Regions from separate parts of the Rattus norvegicus genome. Here region 1 is linked to region 2. The links are chromatin contacts, called in public Hi-C maps. All regions are on one chromosome and are shown on one strand. The core of a region is the stretch at or near the end of the contact, and the rest is flanking DNA. Distances in the headings are between cores, read along the strand shown.

Region 1 (3,183 bases), core at 578-3,077, 62 kb before region 2:
TGTTATGTCCCCACCAGCCCATGGGTCGTAGACCAGGCAACAGTTCCCAAGAGAACCAGGCAAGCACACGCAACAATGATAGAGAAAAAGAAGATTCAAACCCAAACCCAAACCAAATGGAAGGTTTTGTAGACTTTTCAGAGGAAAAGCAAGCAGTCACGAATTGAGTGATGGATGTAGCCACTGCCCTGGCTTCCATCTTGTAAGCCCCAGGACGTGCCAAGAAGCGACCAGAATACAAGGCCAAGAAGGATGCTCTGTGTAGATGTTTTCCCTGCAGAGAACACCATGGCGTGTCGTCTCCAGCATCCCTGGGATGGGTGACAGCTGTGAGTCTGCCCTCCACGGTGATCGAGTTTCATGTATCAGGTTGTGGCTGACAAGGGTTCCACATTCCTGCAGTGGGCAGTTCTGTGGCTGCTGACTTTCATGTCAGGAGAGAGCCAAGAGGCTCTAAGAAAGCACTCACTGCACACAGGGCCACACAAAACAAACACAGGCAGCAAATCCCCACTGAAGTCCCACTGACATCAGGCCAAGCTGAAAAACAAACTCTGACATTTCTCACATAGGCGGGACTGAACTTGACTGAGATCCTCGAATGTTTCCTTGGAAATATCAAACATCGGAAAGCACTCTGCTCTTTCTGAGCCCTTCTCTCAAGCGCTGTGCCTCTGGGGAGGACCTCCTGGATTTGCAGTCTTGCAGTTATGCTAAAAAAGAGTCACATCCCGTAGATGCTAGTTCAGACTATTTAGTTTTGAGAATAAACTAATCGCACGGGGGAAAGAATTGGGTAAAGTATTCTTCATTTTCCTGAAGACCTAATATGTGTCAGGCTGTCCATAGCACAAACTGAGTCTTGGTGCTTGGTAATCTTGAGAAATTATTATCCCAGACACATTTTATCCAGTCATTATAGAGACTACATATCTATTTACTCATTGTATGTCACAACAGTAAAGAGATAGTCTTTGGCAAGGAGAGTAGACCACAGCCACCTTATGTCAGACTAGGGCTCTCATGTCTCATGACGTCTCTGTGCAGACCCCTGCTTTTGTTGTTGGCAGTTGTGCATTTTAACCACCCATGCTTCTGTTTGGTCAATCGCAAGCCCACCTGAATGCATGTGACCAATAAGGTGAAGGTGGTGTTTGAAGGGAACCTGCAGCTGTCCCCCCTCCCCCCATCCCTACTCTGCCCCATGCTGCAACTGATTTTTTTCCTCTGCATTGTCATCTCCTACCTCCAGCCCTTCTTTTCCTAAAGCTAAGTTTCCTCTCAGGAAGAGTATGAGTCTTTTTCCCTAAAGGTTTACACCAAAATGGACTGAAGCCGCTAAACAGAGGTACGTGTAGGAACAGAAGTAGCCTGGGAAAATTCATTTCATAGCCTGACAGAATTATCTTAAATAATAAATGGGGAGCCAATGTCTACAGACTTGCATAGTATGCGGATCTATAGATGCATATTAATAACAAAACTGGCAGAAATTAAGATGGCGTTTGGCTCTACTTCGCCGACCTACTGGGAAATGAAATCGTGCTTGTGCTTTTAAAGGGTGGCTGGTTTCCATCGTGGAGAATGCCAAATTTAAAAATAAGAAGATAACTTTAAAGCATGTACTGGAGTTTGATCAGCCAGTTTCACATTTTACAAACTGTGTAGTCAGCCAAATATTAGCGATGGCAAGAAACCCAGTGCTTAGTTTTCAATTCATTCTTCCCTGTAAAATGCTGTAAATTTCAAATCCAGGATTGCACCGTGTTATTTCTCTGAGACCAAAACAAGCCCTCTTGTGGCCAGTTCAAAAGTTACACACTGCATTTCTTGTGTTCTTCGAGGGGTCAGATGTCTGAGACTAACACTTGAAGCTGTAACCGTGATTTTCACCCATGTTTTACCACCAGGAAAAGAACGGCACATACGAAGTACTGTTTTCACACGTTCCCCAGAAGAATTGAGTAGCTCACAGAAACACATGCTGTGTCAGCGGCAGCTTTAATAGCAGGCAACTCGCTGGCCCTGTGTATAGGTTTCCTAACTGATCCTTTCTGTGGGGTCCGGAAATTGGACACTGTCATCACACAATGAGTATACTGCTTGGCTCTGGATGGCCGCACATACACTGTATGGACCTTAAGACTGAAGAGTCCTGTAGCAGGAACTGAGGCTCTGGGATCTGAACTGTTTTGGTTTTGACGAAGTCCATCTTTTTTCTTCCTATCCTGCATTGACCCTGAATCCGCAGACAGATGATGGACCAAGCTGTGTTTTTCCTCTGCCTCCTGAGGAGCCAGATCCTGGAGTCCGGTTAGAGTTGCTTCCTGTAGGGCTGGCTCTTCTCATCAGCTCTCGCTTTTCCTAAAGGGTTTTTCTTTGTGGCTCTCCTTCCCTTCCCTTCCCTTCCCTTCCCTTCCCTTCCCTTCCCTTCCCTTCCCTTCCCTTCCCTTCCCTTCCCTTCCCTTCCCTTCCCTTCCCTTCCCTTCCCTCCCTCCCCTCCCCTCCCCTCCCCTCCCCTTTTCTTTCTTTCTTTCTTTCTTTCTTTCTTTCTTTCTTTCTTTCTTTCTTTCTTTCTTTCTTTGTGACATGAAAGAATGACTGAATCCTGGGAAACTGCAAAAACCAAAAAAAAAAAAAAAAAAGAGGTCAGTTCCCTTTCACCTTTCAGTGGTCACGAGTTGCACAATCAGTACACAGTCAAAACTGCGATGTGGACTTTAGTACCCTCCATGAGACCGCTGGGCTGGCTAGTGTTATGTCAACTTAACACAAGCTAGAGTAACTGGAGAGGATGGAGCCTCGGTTGAGAAAATGCCTCAGTAAGGTCCATCTATTCACAGGCCTGCAGGACATTTTCTTAATTAATGATTGACATGGGAGGGCCCAGCCCATTGTGGGTGGAGCCATCCCTGGGCCAGTGGTCCTGGGTTTTATGAGAAAGTAGGCTGAGAAAGCCAAGGGGAGCAAGCCAGTAGGCAGCATTCCTTTACAGGCTCTGCATCAGCCCCTACCTCCAGAATCCAGCCCAGCTTGAGTTCCTGTCCTGACTTCCTTAATGATAGACTACAGTGTGGAAGTGTAAGCCAAATAAACCCTTTCCTTCATGTTCCTGTGGTCATGGTGTTCAGCTTTCAGTACCCAACACACACTCATCTGTGTGCTTGTGAGTGTAGGGCATTC
Region 2 (3,493 bases), core at 991-3,490:
GAGAGCATGACAAGGTCCTTGGATGATTCTATTTGAGATTTATGACTTCTCAGAAACCAGAGCCATTTCTGCCTAAGCTGTGTGCCTAAACACATTCTAGGAAATACCTCGTTAAAATGGTGATTTTGTCCCTGTGTGAACACTGTAGATTTGCAGCTACAAATCCGGACGGTACACTCTACTTCACACATAGGCTATACGATACAACTTTCTGCTTCTGGGTTGCAGCCGTGAAGCATTTAAGTACACCATGCTATGGGTAATGGTAACTCAATGGGGATGTGACTCTAAGAGGATAGACTAGCAACACCAAAGGAATTTTTCAGTTCTGCTGCCTCTCACAGGACCACTGTTACATCTGCCTGACACCCGTCCCCCACCAAGGCCTCACACAACACAGAAGAGCTCCTAAAGTCAGCTGCTTATTTATCCATTATCTATCTATCTATCTATCTATCTATCTATCTATCTATCTATCTATCTATCTATCTATCTATCTCAAGACAGGGTTTCTCTTGGTAGCCATGGCTGTTCTGGAACTTACTCAGTGGATCAGGCTGGCCTCGAACTCAGAGTCCTGCTTGCCTCAGTTTCTTGAGTCCTGGGATTAAAGGCATGCACCACTACCACAAAGTATCTGTATGTCAGAGGGAGCTAGGGATCCTTTCTTCTGAGTTCTGTAACATGGGGGGCTCTTCCTTTGCATCTCAGAGATCTGTTATCTTTATGTTCTGTTTTCTCTCCCTCCCTCCCTTCTCCTTCTCTCTGCCCTCTCCTCCCTCCTTCCTCCCTCCCTCCCTCCCTGGCGGTTTTTCCCCTGTCTAACAGATTGAAGCTAGAATTACGCCCTTGCTAAGGCACTACTCTGCCGATAACCTGTATGCACAGTCTAGATGCTGTATCTTTCCCTTCTTGCCCACTTAAGAATAGGTAAGATCACAGCAAATACTCGGGGTGATTCAAGGGAGCACGGTGGTTTAAGCACCCAGCAGACTGTGTAGTTTTTAGGTATTTGAGGAGAACTGCAAAGTCACACACATGGCTACAGAAGTCACCAAGAGTTGTTGACTTGGAGAGGGAGAAAGCCAATGCTCTGTACTAAAAAACGATTGGGGTTGAAGAGAGAAAGGGAGGGACAAGCACAGGGAGAATGTCCCAGGACCTTGTGTTAATGAAAGGTCTCTTCACAGGGTTCCTCTGTTCCATCGGCTTTTTCTGACTTTGGGGTCGGTCCTTAGGCTGCCAGAACAAATACCACAAGCCGGGTGACTTAAACAACAGAACTCTATGTTCTCAAAGTTGCAGCGGCTAGGGTCTAGAATCAAGGCCTGGGAAGGGACAGTTCCAGGGGCTTCTGGGGATGGTTCCAGGGGCTTTCAGGCACTAGCCGGTCACCACTTTGCTCCTGACTGCTGGGCTGTCACCTGTCCTTGGTGCATCTTGTTTTATAGACATGCCACCCCAGTCTCTGACTTTGTTGTTCCATGGCCTGTCCCTCTGTATCTCTAAACGTCCTCTGCTCAGAAAGACGTCAGTCACTCCGGACAAGGACTCTCCCAGCTGACTTCCTCTAAACTTGATTACATCTTTCCAAAGAGCATCACAGAAGATTTTGACGCAGTTTGGAATGCTGTCTTACACTTAGCTCTGACCAAGTGAACAGAAATGTTCAGTCGGCCCCAGGCACCGCAGGGTGGGGTTTCTAATGGCGGGGAAGCCCAGCATGCAAGCACACATTGGCTGAACTTTGTAGAAGATTTCTGTCCAGGTTTCCGTTTGCCTTCTCCTAGCCCTTGGTATTCAATTCCTAGTCTGAGAATTTATTTTTAGCATAATGAATAATTTATGTTTTAAAAATGACTAATGAAAAAGAAATCAACCACTTTGGACTGGACAGAGCATGAGTGTCTGGTCTCTGGCCCTCTCTTCACTTTTCTTCCCATTTGCTGCTTCGTCTGGAAGGAAAGTGTCTACTTGACCTTTTTTTTTTTTTTTCCCTGTCACACGACCCCTTCCACAAGTAGGTTCTGCCCTCTTCGGGGACGCACATGCGACGCATTATGAAATTAAACTTCTGCTACTCCTAAATCTCACTTTCAAGTGTCTCCGAGTTGCCAATGTTTTCTTGTTTTCCCAGCGGTAGTGGAGTCGGGGATGGGGATGGGATGAGGGTGGGAGTAGCATGGCACAGTGTAGGATGTTTTTTCGTGATATTTTGGGCCTGAAGCCTTGTGCACATTCTTGGGATGGTTCGGTTTCCGGGGCACATGCACAGTGACCTTACTTAGTTTTGGGCCAATCCTGCTCGCTTGAGTCAGCTACTTTTTAGCAACTGCGGCCAGAAAAATGCAGTTTTTTTTTCAGGAGTGCCTTCTGAAATCGTTTTTCTGTGTTACGTCAGAGAAACAGTGGCATTTCGTTTTCCAAAAACAGTTCCTTTTATAAACTGTTAATAAAATGACCCGTGTTACCCAAATTAGGGGTTTTGAGTTTGTTCTGCAGCTTTTTTAAACTGAAGCGCCCCCTAGCGGGCACTTTGTGATATTTATGCTTGTTCTGGTTGAACAGTTTTTCTCCAGGTTTCCAAAAAGTTTCTGTTAAGCTACTACAGAGAACCACATGGGGTGGATGTTTCATAAATCAGCCAAAAAGAAAAGAAAGTTTTATGGGATTTTAAAAATATTTTATCTGTTTTCTTTCATTTTACCATGTAATTGAAAACAGTTTCTCTGAACTGACCACTAATATGGACAAGTATTTGGGAAGAGACCCTTGAGTCTCTGGTATGGTATGCAGATGCCCCTTTAAAGGTAATGTCCTTGAAACCAGAACTCAGGGGTTCATCGTGTGTAAGGGGATTGTCTAAGAGAAGCATCCTCCTGAGTTATAGAACTTGTTCCCTACTGGCCTCGGCTTGTCAAGGGCTCTTATGGGGTGGACTTCTGAGACCCTTGGAACCTGGGGGACTGACTGCTTGGTTAATGTCCCCACACCAGCACAGAGCCTTTTATGAATCCCTACGGACAGCTGGAATGTGTCCCACCTTCAAGACCTTATAGGAAAGATCCCATGGCCTCCAAGGAAGGACATTTACAGATCCCCAGATTCACTGACTAAAACCACTTGGTTGGAGTTTCCCAGGTGACTCTGAGGTTGATAATTAGCCCCAGAGAGGCAAAGGGTAATCGGAGGCTCACTGAGCCTACAACCCCAGGCTAAGTGTCAGAGGGTAGACAGGGTGACCTGGAGATCCAGTAATGCACCATGTCGCCCTGTGCCTCATAGGATAATGACATTAGTGTGTTTACCTGTCGTGAGCGGAATAAAAGCCAGCAATTTTCTTTTTGAGAGTCTTTGCTGGACTGGAGTCCGTTTACTTTTTTGTTCAAGCCTTCTTTTCCTTGGGCTCATACATTTTTTAAAAAATATTTATTTATTTTATGTATGTGGGTACACTATCACTGTCTTCAGACACACCAGAAGAAGGCATCGA

The links. Hi-C and Micro-C count contacts between places; a contact is called where the count stands out from the background.
Region 1: a contact with region 2 is called in a Hi-C map of liver, with 4 times the contacts expected there. The contact joins two enhancer-like sites. A contact is called at or near these places in 5 of 12 Hi-C or Micro-C datasets (the A7r5 cell line, the Rat2 cell line, hepatocytes and 2 more).

The regions. Positions count from the first base shown.
Region 1 is chr2:77,691,560-77,694,742 of GRCr8, reverse strand. No RefSeq gene overlaps it. Among named protein-coding and RNA genes, the nearest start is that of Basp1, 99 kb to the right of the region's middle. Within about 2 kb of position 1,827, at least 3 of the 93 cell types and tissues checked have an H3K27ac peak or open chromatin away from gene starts, as enhancers often do. A contact at or near this core is called in hepatocytes, kidney and liver, where this site is marked.
Region 2 is chr2:77,630,053-77,633,545 of GRCr8, reverse strand. No RefSeq gene overlaps it. Among named protein-coding and RNA genes, the nearest start is that of Basp1, 38 kb to the right of the region's middle. Within about 2 kb of position 2,240, at least 17 of the 93 cell types and tissues checked have an H3K27ac peak or open chromatin away from gene starts, as enhancers often do. A contact at or near this core is called in hepatocytes, kidney and liver, where this site is marked.